Linked DNA regions of Bombyx mori: region 1 is linked to region 2. The links are chromatin contacts, called in public Hi-C maps. All regions are on one chromosome and are shown on one strand. The core of a region is the stretch at or near the end of the contact, and the rest is flanking DNA. Distances in the headings are between cores, read along the strand shown. Region 1 holds the start of LOC732872 (karyopherin alpha 3). Region 2 holds the start of LOC100216351 (autophagy related protein Atg3-like protein).

Region 1 (4,843 bases), core at 501-3,000, 540 kb before region 2:
GACTAAGATTTGATTTAACAGTTATAACTCGCAAGAAAACCAGAAAACCCAAACGAATTTTGCGGAATTCAACTCTAGGTCATTCAAATAAGTTTCTATCGGTTAATAAAATAATGTTAAAAAACAAAGAATCTAACGAGCTAAGTACCAGTATATAATTTAGGGATGTGACATGCTTTTAATTCTTCGATTGTTTTGAATCATAGTGAGTAATGTAAGTAAAATTTGAAATAAATAATTTACAAAATTAAAATGAAAAACTTTTATTTAGCGAAATATAAGTTAAAGCTAACAAAAAAGTAAATGTTTTTTTTATTTAAGCTAATCAGTAAATTATAATTACGCACATCTTCACATAATTGGTCGGCAATGGCCTCAGGCTTGTGAGCGTTGAGACTGGGCTTCGTGAAAACGGTCATGATAAGATTATTATCAAACACACCCTAATCCACTACGATTTCAACTTCAATAAATATTCAGTGTTACAGAAACGCAGTCTTGAAATGACTGACAAAATTCATCAATAATTTCATGCGTTGCTAGATACCAAAATCTTTACGCCATATAGCAACATTTGTGTTTTAGTCGATTGAAACGAATTGATCAAGACCTTCATAGTAATTTCGAACTCGACTAATTTTATCAATAGTAACAATTCTCATTTTAGTTATTGATAGTTCATGAACAAAGCTGTCATTCTAACCGTTACTATCCTTCCATTTTTTTATGTATTACTTCTTCAATCATTACGACTTCCACGATGAAGTTGTAACATTTTGTAATAAAAACCAAATCTGTCAAGTTTGTAAATTAAGAATAATTACTGGTGTTAAAGCGTATTTTAAACCCGCATGGGTAGATAGGTACCATAGATAGGGCCGTATAGGTATTCGGTCTATTTGATTTTTTTACGATGAGCGCATGAGACATGAGTTGCCGTAAAATTCAACAAGCTATCCGAGGAATGAAACAAAATTAAGTGTATTTTTTATAACGTAAACACAAATTACTATAACAATATTTAAACTCTGGCTAAACCCTTTTTTTTTAATAAAATGATATTCATTATTTGCATATATTGAAATTATTTTTTACACCGAAGTATCGGCTTCTAATGAGCGAAAACAACTATTTAAATTCATACAATAATTATTAAATTCATAAATAATACTATTCATCCTTAGTAGTATTCTTACCTTGCTTTTTCTACATAACTTTCTCTACTATTCTTATTCCTATTTACGGTACACCAAGAAGTTCTGTTGCGAAGTAGAGCTTGTTGTGAATCTGCAGAAATTGAAGAAGTTGAAGATTTCTGTGTTTACGTTCTAGTCTGAGAGGTAGGATTTTTTGAGTTTCGAGGCGAACAAGACCTAGCTTTATTCCAATGACAACTAGACATTATATGGGCTGTGAACTTGTCTGCCTTTATGTAGCAGCGATAATAAAAATAAAAATACTGAATTTGATGGGAGATTTTCATCTCAAACCTCGTCGTACCGTTAAGATAGTATCACTAACTGCAATGACTGGACGAAGGACTCGATTAAAATATAAAATTGATTAAATTGATTGATTAAATGCTTACTTTGTATTAAAAATACTCAATTTCAATGATTCTACACTGTATTCATTGAAACAAAAACGAATATTAAAATTGAAAAAATATTTTTATCCCAAAACTCTGTTTGACTTGGCATTGGCCAGTATTCCTAAAACATTTTTAGTTGGCAACACTGATCAGACAAGTCAAGTCATAAATTCCTAAAATAAAAAGATTTCTGAAGGAAACGGACTATCCTTTATGAGTTGTAGAATATTTCGTGAAAATAGAGGTTAAACCACCATCGCTCGTATAGTGGCGTAAAACATGTTTGATTAGTTTACTGCTTAGTAATTTTATGTTGATTCTTTGTTTCTTTGTGTAATTACCACGTACTGTGTCGAGACAGCGAGCACAGATAAAATGGCGACTGATCAAGCGAAAAACCGCATGCATGTGTTCAAGAATGCAGGCAAAGATGTCGATGTAAGTATACGAATGAATATATTATAGCGTAGAAAAAATACCATGCGAACTAGGCTTGACGAGTCTTGGACTCACTTTGCATTTTTTGTTTCCAGGAAATGCGCAGGCGAAGGAATGAAGTCACAGTCGAGTTAAGAAAAAACAAAAGAGAGGAAACACTTCAGAAACGGCGTAATGTGCCCATTAGCTATTCTACCGATGAGGAGGAGATCGACAAGAACCTCGCTACCACCGACCTTGATGAGCTGGTGATGAACGCTGCCAACGCAGAAAACCCTGAAGCACAGTTGGCTGCTGTGCAACAATGCAGAAAACTGCTCTCGTGTGATAAAAACCCGCCTATTGATGAGCTCATAGCTGCTGGAATACTCCCCATCCTAGTTCAGTGCCTTTCGAGGGCTGACAATCCAGCGTTACAATTCGAGACCGCTTGGGCTTTAACAAACATAGCTTCCGGAACGTCTGCACAAACAAACAAAGTAGTCCATGCCGGTGCAGTACCTGTATTCCTTCAGCTCTTGATGTCACCTCATGAAAACGTATGTGATCAGGCAGTATGGGCCCTCGGTAACATAATCGGCGACGGTCCAGTCCTTCGAGACTTTGTGATAGAACTAGGAGTTGTCAAACCACTACTGAGCTTAATCAAATCAGACATACCAATCCCATTCCTCAGGAATGTAACATGGGTGATTGTCAACCTCTGCAGGAGTAAAGATCCACCACCACCTCTGAAAACCATCCAGGAGATACTGCCTGCCTTAAATGTTCTAATCCTACACAACGACAGTAGTGTGAGTAAATAATTTTTTTGTTTACAAACATATTATGTGGCTGATCAAGTTATGTTGAGTTTAAAACTTGTCTGCTGTCACCGAAATCTTATATCTTATGTCAGTGTATTTTAAATAACCATTAATTAGACAAGCAATATTTAATTTATCAAATTAAAACTGAGCCATTTTCAAGCATATATGAAACATACTCATGACATTTCTCTAAACTTGACTTGACAGAAGACAGAAGCTTGACAGCCATATGCCTACAAAGGCAATAAAAAAAATTTGTAATTTAGAAAAATTAATTTGTAATATAGTGATGAATATAAAACAAGTGCTTCTGTCATATTAATTATAATATATTTAAGTGATATGATATTTTAAGCTTCATCACGATAAAAGAAACCTACTAAAAATAAAATGTAAGACAGATAAAAGGACATTGACCTTATAACTAAATAGCTGATATTTTACAGGTTCTTGTTGATACTGTTTGGGCCATTAGTTATCTAACAGATGGGGGCAATGAACAAATCCAAATGGTGATAGAATCTGGTATAGTAACAACCTTGATTCCGTTGTTGTCGCACAAGGAAGTGAAAGTACAGACGGCCGCCCTAAGAGCAGTTGGTAACATTGTCACAGGAACAGACGAACAAACTCAAGTTGTCCTGAACTGCGATGCTCTCTCACACTTCCCGGCTTTACTGACTCATCCGGTGAGTAAATTTTTAAAGTATTTTAAAGTTAAAGATTTGTTTTAATCACAAATTATACAATATTTTAGGATTTTGATAAACTTGCAAATACAGATATCATCAAAAGTAAAAATGCATAAGTATTTCTCTGTACTGCTCGCATTAATGGAATAGATCATCTTTTTCTGTGGTTTCATTATAAGTTTAAAGTAATATTCAATAAACGTAGTGCATTATATTAATTAAACACCGCTTGTTATCAAATATTATAGTATTGGTCTAATGACAATCAACAGATAAGAATTTAATTCTTTTACTGACAGTAATATTATTTGTATTTTGTGTAAATTTTGAAATGAAAACAGCACAGAAAGATAACAGATCATTGTATGATGAGGATAATGATTAAGAATTATCGTCGTCATATTATTTGTCATCGTCGTGGCCTAAAGGATAAGACGTAAGGTGTTCGAATCTCAGGCGGGTACAAATTTTTCTAATGAAATACGTACTCAACAAATGTTCACGATTGACTTCCATGGTGTAGGAATAACATCGTGTAATAAAAATCAAACCTGGAAAATTATAATTTGCGTAATTACTGGTGGTAGGACCTCTTGTGAGTCTGCACGGGTAGGTACCACCGCTCTGCCTATTTCTGCCGTGAAGCAGTAATGCTTTTCGGTTTGAAGGATGGGGCAGCTATTGTAACTATACTTGAAACCTTAGAACTTATATCTCAAGGTGGGTGGCGCATTTACATTGTAGATGTCTATGGGCTCCAGTAACCATTTAACACCAGGTGGGCTGTGAGCTCGTCCACTCATCTAAGCAATAAAAAAAAAGAATTTACCCTTCACTTAAATTGACTATTGTTCATAGAGTAAAACGATAGTTAAAATAGAAGAAATTTTAAAATCTGTAGAAGGTCTTTTTTTCTGGTATTAAAAAGTAGCATAACAGTATGTTCATCAAATCCATAGATTAAGCAGATAAGCTGATGTAATAGACAGATGCTTAGTCACTTGCCATTGACAAAATACAAATAAAAACTCACTATTTATTGTCAAAGAATGATCCAGATTAAATATTGTGTACCACTGAAATACTGAAACACCATATAACTGATTTCCTTGTAGAGGAATTTAATGCCATTATTAGAGCATTGTGGAGATGCTGTTTGTATTTGGTATGAAAAAATCTTTTTCATCTCAATTATTATGGGTATGTAATGAACAGTTGAAACTTAAACCAATCACAAAGCTATTAAAAAAATTCAATCACAATAGATAAATATTGTTGAAATACTTGAATACTATCAATATTTTGTAAATGTC
Region 2 (4,475 bases), core at 489-2,988:
GCCTAAAATTCGAAACCCGTACCCGATATCGGCAATTCGGCACACCAACTGTTCACTAGACAATCGAGGCAATTTTATTAATTCAGGAGTTTTTTCAATCGTTCACTTTGTCACAACATTATTTTTATTTCATCAAAAACTGACAACACAGTAAACGTCAGTTGACTTCGTCTAATAAAAAATCCGACTATAGTATTCTATATTAAGTATATTTGTATTAAATATTTAGATATCTTAATGTTTAAATATATAAATATGGCTTTGTTTAGCAAATTTGGCAAAAACAAGTCAAGTTGATGATATGCATAATATTCTGACATACCACTGTAATGAGATCTGTAAAATTGACGTCAGTTTTTATACTATGTATTTGTAAATAAATGTACCTTTCGTATATCCGTTGGATACTTGCTGCGCACTAAACACCATGCGTATTCAAACTGGGCTTTGTGGGAAACGTTCCCTTGATGCAATTGTTCATGAAAGACCCTCTCGAATTTCTACAAAAAAAAAAACAAACAAAGATTTATGAACAATTGTAAATTTATTTGTGAGTCACTATCAACAACAAAGTTTTAATCGTTACTTGCAAATCTTCCGATGAAACAATCTCGTCTAATACGTCTTCCATTGTAGCCGGTTACTATAAATGATAACTTTGATTAGATATTTAACGTTTACAAAAAGAAAAATAGGTGTACCGTGTAAGGTTTATTACGAGAAATTGGTAGATTTGCAATGCAGAATAAATGGAATTATGGATTGTTTGACAATTTTGACATTGAATGTTTGACATCGTTCATGATGATTCAGTGGCACTTAAGTTTTTCCAGGTTAAGAAAGGCAAAAACATCCGACCACACAGTATATTTCGAAATAATTTAGGTACTGAAAAAGTTAGAAAGTACATTTACTTAGTATTATAAAAAAGACCTAGTAACAAAGCCAAAGGGATTAAAAGTCTTTATAGAAAAGACTAAAGTCATATCTCGCTACAATTTTTCAAGCAAATGATTTTTTTTCTCTATTTATTCGTTGGTAGCTTAAGAAGCTATTCCCGACGGCTAGGTAAGCTCACAAACTCGACCTGAAAGAATTTGCTACCACTAGTCCTACTAGAGTAGGCTTCGCATAATCTACTTGCGTGTGGCACCGTTTTGTTGAATAACGCTCTGACCTTCTGACGCTTCCATAAGATATTTACGAATCGGTACTAAATTTAGATCGTCGTGAAGATTTACATTCCTCACATACCACGACGCTCTGACGGCTATCCTGCAGAAACAAGATTGGATGACCTGGAGAGAGTTAACGTGTGTACGGGCCGCATGACATGACATGAGCGAAAACCTAACGATACGAATACCACAGGCAACACACGCATAGGTACAATGTTCGAGATCCCTGCAGCAAAAGTGTCACTGCTTAAACTGAATTAAAATTACAGACAGAGATTAAGTTTAAAACATAGAGTTACTATACTTATTAACTCCATGGTTTAAAATCTATGGTACATACGGTAACCATAGATTATACACTTAATATATTCGAGAACGGTAACCACCGAACGAGAAAACACTTGAACAAAGAATTAAATCAAATCAAATTGAATTGTCAAATTTGGTCAAATTGATAAGTTCTTTTGTGGGCCGGCAATTGCTAGGTATACGTAGTAGATAGTGTAAAAGACAGCTCATAGTTTTTTTAACAACCCATAATCCTATTAGGGACATCACAATGCAAAGTGTAATAAACACAGTAAAGGGAACTGCTCTTGGCGTGGCCGGTTACTTGACACCGGTGTTGAAGGTACGTTTATCACGATCATTATTAATTACATACATATTGAAATTACTCATTATATATATGAATCGGTGACTGACCGAACATATTGATAATCTTTTTACCCTGTAAAAATAAATATTTATTTCTATGCTTCATATTTATTTAAAATGTAATATTCTGTAGTGAGTGTCTCACAATTTGAACGGTAATTCCAGAATATGGGGATTTGAGGATCATTTGCAAGTCAATTAGGTTACTAAGAAATTTGAAAACAAACCAAAGGCTTATTTATATTAACTTCACTTATTTCTAGGAATCGAAATTTCAAGAAACTGGTGTACTGACTCCTGAAGAGTTTGTAGCTGCTGGTGACCACCTGGTACACCACTGCCCTACCTGGCAGTGGGCAAAGGGAGAGGAAGCTAAGATTAGGCCTTACCTTCCTGCAGACAAACAATTCCTTATAACTCGAAATGTGCCATGCTACAGACGATGTAAACAAGTAAGCTAAAACAATTTTTGTAAGTTACAATAGATATCACGGCTTCTTCAGTTTTTATGACAACCTCCGCAAGAAGTTGTCATTTTGCAATAGCTATTTCAAAATTTTTGTAGTTATTGTGGGTGACTCACATGTATTTATTTATTTTATAATATTTTATTATAATTACACTACACAACAACACATACATACTTACTTTATTTTATATCAACACATTCATTTATCACACAATCATACAAAACATTATTTACACTAAACAAAATTAAATCCACAACTAAAGTCGGGCGATAACTGCAGTATAGCGGCGACGATAATATTTCGCTAGTACATCGGTGCATAGACGAACCGGTCGTTGCATTTTTACCGATCCACCGCCACCAGTCGAAATCTGATATGCGAGCATGCATCCCGTGTTATTCTTTCTGTACTACGCCTTTTAATTATTACTTTTTGTTTCGTGTACCGCTTGTGTTGCTTGGACTATCTATTTCTTGTTACTTTCACCTTCTTTGTATATTTTGTGTTCGTCTTAAATAAAAACTTTCTTTGTGTCCATTTGTATTTGGAAAGACATTATAATTACAACCATCGCCCAAGATGACTAAAGTTATCATAGTCAAGCACAACTGAAGTGTTGAATTGTGTTTATTTAATTTGAAATTTCTTTGTCTAATGACTAATGTCTTTCTAACACTTTGTAAAATAATTTTTTACTTTTACACATGTGTAAACACAAAACTATCTGGATAAAGTAATAATCTAGAGCATGATCTTGTGATGCCTAGACCTTTTTTGTTTTATATAAGCTGAAAGTTTCTCTGTGGATGTCTCCACACGGCTGAGAACAAGTACTTACTAAGGAGTTTTGATTATGGTTACTTGAGCTTGTAACAGGCAGTAAAGTTGTATTGAATTGTACTTCAAATTTGTTAAATTATAAAGGTATTTTTTTTAATAAAATTAATAATCACATAATCTATTGCTGGACACTTAGTAAACTTGCAACCCTATAACCCAAATAGTATAATTACCAAATTAACTCATTTTGCAGTTTCAATTGTATGCTGTTACCATAACAGTGATAAAGTATTAGATTCCAACGATTCCCACTTACACCTAAATTCCTAGATTGCCTAACAAAGCTCCATTATATTAGATACTAAAGATTTTATTCTGGTTTGTGAAGGTTTTATATAGACTGCTTTGTGGTAAAATATCCGTGCCAGCTCAACATTTTCTTTTATACTGCTGTTATACTATCACGAAAAATAGGCGCAATTTAGAGACATCAAATAATAGAGAATTTCCTGCTTGTTGGGTTGTACTTCATCATGGTAGCGGAGATCACTTAAAATAAGTAGCATAATTAATTTTAAAAAATAGTACTCGATATTTGAAAAATTTCTTGGTATTTATTTAAAGAAAAAAAAATACATTAGAAATTAGAATAAAAAATACACATATTAAAGAAAACATTCAGCTATGCATGTATGTAAAGTGCAAACTGGCCATCCAACCCACTAGATATTAATTGGGTTAATGTTTAATTTCTTTCTAGATTGAATACTGTGAAGATAAAGAGAAAGTGATAGAAGATGAAAACGATGCAGATGGTGGCTGGGTTGATACTCATCACTATGACAATGCAGGCTCCCCTGCACTCGAGGAAAAGGTCAGCAGGTTCAATTGCTTATTTACATAGACCAATTTCTCACCTGATTATCTGCAGATATCCTTAACATGCATGCCCATACTTTAAAACCAATTGACAGGTAGGAAAGTAAAACAATAATACTGTTTAATCCTTTGTAAATTAAAAACTATAAATAGGTCTGTGAGATGACCCTCGAAGCAGCTGACACTGGCGACAGTGACGATGGAGCTGCCGACGGTGGTGATGATGATGAAGACGAAGATGATGAGGGCGAGGCTGAGGACATGGAGCAGTTCCAAGAATCTGGTCTTTTAGATGAAGTAGATCCGGTAAGTTCTGTTTTATAAACTAGCCAAACGCCAAGTGCTTACATTACTGTCAGACTAACTAAGAAGTGAGCCCAGTGAAAGATTTTACTTTGCAATTACCCTCGATGTATATGTCAAATCATAAAGCTCTTTTCTCAATGACTTACATATATCATATGCAGGGTTAAAGAGATCAGAATCAACATAGGCAAATTAATCACTTTTC

The links. A called contact is a pair of places that touch in the nucleus more often than the background predicts.
Region 1: a Hi-C map of posterior silk gland shows a contact between it and region 2, with 1.8 times the contacts expected there. The contact joins the promoter of LOC732872 here to the promoter of LOC100216351 in region 2. A contact is called at or near these places in 3 of 7 Hi-C or Micro-C datasets (middle silk gland, posterior silk gland and whole pupa).

Annotation. Positions count from the first base shown.
Region 1 is chr4:18,106,346-18,111,188 of ASM3026992v2, reverse strand. It overlaps LOC732872 (karyopherin alpha 3), which reads left to right and starts at 1,750. Exons shown (of 9, transcript NM_001046875.1): 1 at 1,750-2,029; 2 at 2,125-2,823; 3 at 3,285-3,527. The coding sequence starts at 1,967. LOC101739397 reads right to left here and starts at 536. Exons shown (of 4, transcript XM_062668400.1): 1 at 348-536. The coding sequence starts at 419.
Region 2 is chr4:17,561,865-17,566,339 of ASM3026992v2, reverse strand. LOC100216351 (autophagy related protein Atg3-like protein) reads left to right here and starts at 1,738. Exons shown (of 7, transcript NM_001142489.1): 1 at 1,738-1,809; 2 at 2,099-2,287; 3 at 3,846-3,959; 4 at 4,118-4,270. The coding sequence starts at 1,738. It overlaps LOC101738081 (mitochondrial fission 1 protein), which reads right to left and starts at 812. Exons shown (of 5, transcript XM_004925765.5): 1 at 587-812; 2 at 387-500. The coding sequence starts at 631.